Regions from separate parts of the Gasterosteus aculeatus genome. Here region 2 is linked to region 1. Evidence: chromatin contacts called from public Hi-C data. All regions are on one chromosome and are shown on one strand. The core of a region is the stretch at or near the end of the contact, and the rest is flanking DNA. Distances in the headings are between cores, read along the strand shown.

Evidence for each region. A called contact is a pair of places that touch in the nucleus more often than the background predicts.
Region 2: a contact with region 1 is called in a Hi-C map of blood and trunk muscle, with 2.7 times the contacts expected there. The contact joins the enhancer-like site here to the promoter of donson in region 1. A contact is called at or near these places in 5 of 6 Hi-C or Micro-C datasets (blood and trunk muscle, skeletal muscle, tail fin and 1 more).

The regions. Positions count from the first base shown.
Region 1 is chr1:22,475,846-22,479,721 of fGasAcu3.hap1.1, forward strand. donson (DNA replication fork stabilization factor DONSON) reads right to left here and starts at 1,297. Exons shown (of 12, transcript XM_040191017.2): 1 at 702-1,297; 2 at 279-353; 3 at 1-193. The coding sequence starts at 1,151.
Region 2 is chr1:22,543,324-22,547,164 of fGasAcu3.hap1.1, forward strand. No RefSeq gene overlaps it. Among protein-coding and RNA genes, the nearest start is that of runx1, 17 kb to the left of the region's middle. Within about 2 kb of position 1,473, at least 1 of the 9 cell types and tissues checked has open chromatin away from gene starts, as enhancers often do.

The DNA of each region.
Region 1 (3,876 bases), core at 47-2,546:
TGTGAGGCAGAGTGCTGAACTGAGCTCTGCAGTGACGACTGAGCCCCGAAGCCTCCTCCTGGGCTTTGGGCTGCTCGGCCCACGACAGGGTGAGCGGGGAGGTGAAGAGGAGGCGGGTCTTCAGGCTCCAGTCCGCTGGATACTCTGTGCACACGGGGGGAGCTATGGAGGCCGGAGCAATGGCCTGCGGACTCTGGGAGGAGACATTTGTATACAAAGTATTTGAAGAGGTCGAATGCAAGCGGCTTTGCTACTCAGGGAAATGGAGAGGATGAAACCTTCAGCAGCAGGCTGCCGACATCATCTTCTTCTTCTTCAAAGAGAGAGTCGTCCTCAGAGAAAGTCAGACACTTCTAAAGGCAGATGACAGAAAGTATTCACACATCAGTGATATAGAAAATCATATCAATCTGACTTTAACTGCGTTATATGAAAACTTCATGCTGCATCATATTCAAAGTGAAGCCGGTGAGATCAACTAGAAATCATCAAAATATGGGTTGTTAAAGAAAATAAATAGTATCATTTGTAAATACCGCATTTTTCCCTCACGGCCCACAAACATTAATCATGTTAAAGGTGTTTTCTGGTTCTATGACAGTGTTTTTAGGGCCTGAACCGGCCTGATAACTCAATAGTTGCTATTAGAGTGAAGTGATTCTGTACTGATCCGGGACCCATTAACGTTGCCATAAAGCCACCTTGCTGTTGATGTCTTGGTGCTCCTGTAGTTCCGCCTCGGCCAACCGGTCCCTGAAGGCCACCGTTGCCCCCGCGTGGCGCTCCTTCGCCGCTGACATGTCCTCCTCCTTTTCCTCCTCCTCTCCCTCGTCTTCGCTCCTTCGCCTTGAACTGTCCGCAGCTTCCCCACTCCCGTCGTCGTTGTAAATGAGAAACTTCTTCTTGGGGCTGAAGGTATTCTCGATGTTGGCGAAAGGGTTCCTGCGCTTCGTCCCTCGTCCGGAGGGGTTCTGGTTGTTGAAAAGCGGTCCCGGGGAGAAGGGCCTGACGCACGCCCGCGGAGAGCCGCTTTGTCCGGGTGCGCTGGGGCTGGAGAAGACACTGGCGTCGCTGCGAGTTCTTTTCCTCCTCATTCGCATTATTTCAGCTGGTCGCTTGAAACTGGGTGAATAGCCTTCCTGTTGAGACATGGTGAGGACAAAAAGTTTCCCCAAAACCGCCGAATATCAAGGACTAAGTTGAGAAGCGCGGAACCGCTGTCGCTTGTTTTGTTGCGCCTTTCCGCACTGTACAAACTTCCCGCGCAGCTTGCTGACGTGAAGTCTCCCTCTCGTGTTGCGTTTACTTACATAGAAAAGAAAACGGAAAATGGAATACAATTTTAGAAGAAGTGTCTTATCACTTTCCAAGTGATATCACAAGATAAAACACGTCATTTTCACCCAGCAAGTGGCGTTATTGAAGAATAAAATGACAATTAATCACATCGTTGAATTGTAATTGAAAATTTAAATGAGTGGTATGTCTGGGGAAATCACGTTCTTGTTAATTATTACTATTAATTACTATTTTGTAACATCTGAAAAAATATTTTATTGAACTTGATCATTTGTAATTTGCCTTTTATCAAGATTTTTATAATTCACAGTAATTTTGTTTTCCTTGTCACCTTCAGTAATTATGATTATTAGGATGAGGATCCAAATGGATCAAACACACAATGCATCCATCCATCCATCCATCCATCCATCCATCCATCGTCAAACCGCTTATCCTGCACACAGGGTCGCGTCTATCCCAGCCAATCGCAGGGCTACACAGAGACACACAACCATTCACACTCAAATTCACACACCTACGGGAAATTTAGAGTCCCCAATCGACCTGATCCCCAGAGCATGTCTTTGGATTGTGGGAGGAAGCTGGAGAACCCGGAGAGAAAGGGCACTGGGCGGAGTCGAACCCAGGACCTTCTTGCTGTGAGGCGACAGTGCTAACCACCACACCACCGTGCGCCCATCAAACACACAATGTATAACCCAAATCTCTATTATTTTACATTTTATTTTTTTTATAGTTGTTACCCCAACTTTAAACTAGGTTAAAAGACTTATAACTGGCCGCCGAACTTATGGCTTAGTAGTAGACTTGAAACATAAATAATATAAAAATAAATGTCACCTCCACCTCCTCTCACAGTGATTAATAGGACATTATGTAAATGTTGTCTCCCTTGTTAATTTCCCCCTCGTTTGTCATTACTGCAGGTCATCAATCTTATCTGAAGCTCAGCCGGGCGTCAAATGATGGCCGCTGTTGGAAATCCATTCTCGTATGTGTTGGGCAGAAGAGAGAACTGGGGCTATAATAGTCTCTTTTCAATTGAGGGCTAACAATTATTGCACAGGGGTTCTGAAATGCTGTTATTGGTTTTCTTTAACTGTTATTGGAGTGGTAATAACTCACTTTCCCATTGTTCTATTTGAAGCGTGCTAAAGGTAGACACCCTCTGAGGCATCTGCTAAAGCCCAGCTGAAGCCCTTCTCCCCATGAGCCCCTGAACGTTACTCCACCTACAACTTATGTTATTAGGTTATTATTATCTCTTATAAATGTGAGAACCTTTAGAGAAAAATAACTCAGAAACTGCTTTGGGGCCGCATACTTGGTGAAAGCAGAATGCAGTGAGACCACTAGATGTCTCTGCTCCCCCAGGGCTAAATGACTCTGTCTCATCACTACAAACACAGGCAGCACTACTCTTGGATATTCACAATCTCCACACACAATACACTTGTACTTCTTTGAAGTAATTACATATGAATGAAATATCATTTTAAATTCTTTACATTTCTTTTTGGAATTTAAGGGGGATTTTGTAGATTAACTGATGTTAATCCAAAAGTGTAAAAGGGAGAAAAAGGTCACATCATCAAGTTCCATTCAAATTAAAGTGATCTTTTATCTAGATATTTGTTGATATGTTGAGGAGAAAGACTTCTGTCATAGTTAATACAAAGCTGTCTTCATGTTTCTGTGTGACCCTGATTTATAATGTTGCGGAATATTTCCCTCACAAAGGAAGAAACGTTACAATTAAGGATAGTATAATATGTTACCTGTTGGAGGAATAAATCATGTATTTTATAAGCTGCACCCGTTCCCTTCCCGTTTCACCCAAAGTAATTAGTTAATTTTCAAATAGAATAAAAGTCAAAGTAGTTCGCAGGGACCTGAAATTGAATTAGAGGCTCCATCATAGTGAACATAAGGCCTGGTTTCATTTTTTCAAAATAATACCCACTGAGTAACTTGAGCCATACTTGAGGTATGGCTGTGTTTCAAAACAAAGGCCTGCAACTCTGTATTTTGACAGCAATTAGGGATCAATCTATTATACATCTAAGTGTTTATTTAACATCTTTATTCATACCTCTCATCCCACCTCGTCTTACTCAGAACTGGTAATATTGGCTTTGGGATGCGCAAGTAGCAGGACATTTTGTTTATAAACTTGAAAATGATTTTTACAAACCTTTTTCCCCATCTTTTATACATAACAGTCCTGCATACTCATTAACTGTGTCTGAGCAGCCTTGTTGTCCTTGTCTAGAGCTGTTATTTCTGAGCGCCGAGGGGTGAACGGGTTGGCTGGGTCTGTTTCGGTATGTTCTTATCGCTTATTTGGAGAATTGTCAACACCCCAGTTTTTCCCAACCTTCTCCTGCAGGACATCATCTCTCCATACTGCGTATACTCTGCCCTTTATTTGGCAACTTGTGTGCGTCTGTGTGTATAAACTGGCAGACACAACAAGCTGGGGCTTGTCAGTTTGCCTCGTGAAATTCCTACAGGTTCAGGAATAGCACTGGATAAAAGTATGTGTCTGTGTGTGTGGCGGGGTGTTTAGGAATA
Region 2 (3,841 bases), core at 223-2,722, 68 kb after region 1:
TACCGCTCCCACAAAGCCACAATGCATCTTGGGAACCATTAAGGAAACCAGAGACCACCGCAGTGGGCAAAGGACACAAACAAAAGGAGAGAGGAGGAGGGCGAGAGAGATAGAGATGGATGATAGTGAGGGAGAGAGACGGAGAAATGAGGTGAAACCTTGGTATGGTTTCATCATGATGGTGATGGACATATTTGAATGTATGAAAGTCCACTTTGGTAATAATCAGAGATTAGACTGAGGCCAATATTATACTTTTTATTACACTTTGTGTCACACTATGCAAACTGAATTGAATGTGACCAGAGCAGAGGTTAAAGGTCCTTGATGTGTCTAAGGTTCTCTTCAGACAGAGCTTAGTCTACTATGTTTAATTCAAACAACTCACTCTTGCCCCCATTGCAGTTCGTACACCTTCTTACAAGGTTATACCAAAACCTCTCTTTAAAATGAATTTTATATTTTTTGCAGATTAATGATTACAAATAGAATCATGTCTGACTCACGGACATGACGTAAAGTGGAAAGAAATTACATTAAAAGGAAAGAGAATCATGTGGGAGAAGAAGAAACAGCAGGTGCACCAACACCGGTAATTATTGAAAGTGACCTATATGTGAAACGCCATTACGAGGCACAATAAGTACCTCCACGTAACTAGGACAGACCCTGACTGCATCAACGCCCAGGTTTAAAATCCTGGCAGGACAAACTAGAGCTCAAAGAGTGGTATATATATATTAGAATATATATATATATATATATATTCTAAAAAGCTGTCCAATTCTTAAAACGTTTTGTGGGCATGTGAGCACAACTCTACACTCTAAAAAATGTCACCGTAAATTAACGGTATTTTACAGGCAGGAAGGAAGCCAGGAATTTACCGTTATTTTATGGTATAATACCGGAAATGGTTTTTACATTATGTTACCGTAAAATGGATTACTGTATGTTACCGTAAACTTGAACCAATTTTACTGTGAATTAACTGCAATTTACTGGCAGTCGACGCTAGTAACTTGTTTTATTTACAGTGCCCTACCGTAATATACGGTATGTTGTTGTATATTGGATTACAGTTTGTTACCATATGATTACTGTTTTTGTGTTATAAATACCAGAATGTTACCGTTTACTTATAACTGTATACTTTTGCATTTAATTGCCCACAAATTAAAGAAGGACAACCAAACTCATTTCGGTCATAGTGGTTGGAGTTTATTTGATGCCTTTACACATACACATTAATTCGTGATATTGGCCGTTAATTTACAAGCAAAGGATGGAAATGTAACTGTATGTTACAGTTATTATGACATACTGTAAGATACCGTTAGAAATGCACCGTAGATTTACAGATTTACAGTACAGTTTTACTGTTTTGTTAGTGTATCCCTCTATTTCACATGCGTTAAACGCGCGGCGGGCCGCACTGGATGGGCAGCCGGTGTGTGTGGACGGCCCCGCCGGATTTATTTGGAATTTGCCGGATGACTTTGCTAGTGTGAGAGATGAGGGATGGGAGGCTGGCCCTGTCTTTTTTTAAATATCGATTCATTTTGCAGCCCCCCGACGGCCGTGCCGTCCGCGCCACCCGCCATCCGTCGGCCGTCGTAATGTTCCGCCACCCTCCGTCGTAACGTCCCCCCCCCCCCCCCCGTCGTGACGTCGGCGCCACCCCCCGGTCGGCTGTCGTGATGGTCCGCCACCCCCCGTCGCAACGTCGGCGCTCCAGATCGTCAGCGCCACCCCTCCATAGGACTTTTATGGTCTGGCCCGCTTTCGATCGAAGTCGGCAGTATCCGACCCGAACCTGCAATGAGTTTGACACCCCTGCTCTATTTGATCACTCAAACCGCTTACATTATGATCTTCCAGACCGAGCACATTTCTAAATGTTCGTTACATTTTAGTTGAATATCCTCCCTCTGCTCCTCATTCTTCTCACTCCTTTGGCGTCTTTGTATCTTCTTTCTTACAGATATTCTCTCCTGTCACTCCTTCTGCTCCCTCCCCTGTTTTCACACCTCACTACATTTTTGTTTGTTCCTTCTCTCTTCCCTCCTTTCGTCACCACTACATCTTTGCCTCCTCCTTTGTTTTCACCTTCTCCTCTCTGCTCGCTTTCTTTTCCTCTCCTCTCCTCCCTCTCGCTCATGTGACCTGGTCTCAGTGGATCCGGTGTCATTTCTCTGCTGTAATTAAAGTCCAGTTTACTGCAGTCCACTCGGGTGTCTGGTGACAAGGCAACAGAGTAAGTTAACCACCCTCCCTCCACCCTTTTTTTTTTCTTGATTCCCTCCCCCTCTAAATCTTTTCAGTTGTTGTTCTCTTCTTTTCCTTCCTTTTCCATTATTCTTTCTTTTCCACCTCTCACATTTTTACTTGTATAACAGATTTACTTACTTAATTGTAATAATTGCCTCTACAATTCCACCCACCAATCAGTACCTCTCAATCATTTACAGATTTTTGTTTCTGAAAGCATATCTAATTTTCTCAGAACTCTGAGAATCTGGAAAAGTAAGGGCAGCCTTGCGAGAATCTCATACAAAATTAAACTCAGTGTTGTCTTCCACCATCACATGAACAGACTATTCATGTCATAAATGTAAAGCGGCAATACTATTGTAAACCTCTAATAGGACTGAAAAAAAGGGGATGGGACACTGTGGTGAAAGAGGAGCTGACAGAAGTGTGTCGGCCTGTCAAGCACTGAGAACCTGCTCGGTTGAACCTCATCAGAGATCATTGTTCTGATTAGTCTGGCTCTTGCTCCTCCTCCTCTCCAGCCCACTCTTCATGTCTCTCAATCATGTGTTTGCATCCATCTCACATCAGAACATCTGATTCCAACAAACGAGCAACACATGTTTCAAGTGGGAGATGTTCTTATGTTTGAGCAGACTTTACAGGTCATAGTCGTTGTGTCTCGAAGAGCGTTTAGGAGACATTGTTAAAAAACACTTTCCACCTGTCATGGGCAACCAAAAACAACCCATGACATTTTAGTAACCACTGTAACGCTCCCATCCAGATTGAATGTACTAGTGGGATCCAGTGTTTTATGTGCCTCTGCAGGAACATCATTTGGGGTTGAGAGGGTTTGTTTTACGACTGAAGTCCACCAGATGATGGTGCTAGAGGAGGCACCGAGGGCTCAATATCTACAAACTGCAGAAAACAGGAGGGTTTTTCTACAGTTATTTGCACTCTTACGCTGTAATAATGAAGGAGTTATTTCTTAATGAGCGAAATGTATTCGAACCATTCGGTGAGTGGTCCTCAAAAAGTGTGGGGTCAGATCACAAATGCGTACTGAACAATTCAAAAATATATTTGATTGACAAATTCGCACAGATGGATTTACAAACAAATTTGAATCACAAATGAAGAACAACTCACCAATACATTCCTCTGCACACATGAACATATTTATGCATTTTTATCAGGAATCAGGAAATATTTATTGCCATAATATGTTAGACATACAAGGAATTTGACTTGGCGGTTGGACAGCAATGCAAGAAGGATAAAATAAAATATAGTGCTATGGGTTAGTAATATAAGGCTATGGGTTAGTTTAAAATAAAAGAATAAAAGCAAAAAGTTAAAAGTTGAAAATATTTAAAAATTGAAAATAAAGTGCACCAGCGAACAGAAAGTGACAAGTGAAAGTGACGTGTGCAGTGTGAAGGGGAGTGACCGGTGGAATGTTATAGTCAGTCAGTGGGGGACCGGGATCTGTTGATGAGCCCGACTGCCGACGGGAAGAAACTGTTCGTGTGGCGGGAGGTCGTAGTCCTGATGGACCTCAGCCTCCTGCCAGATGAAAGGG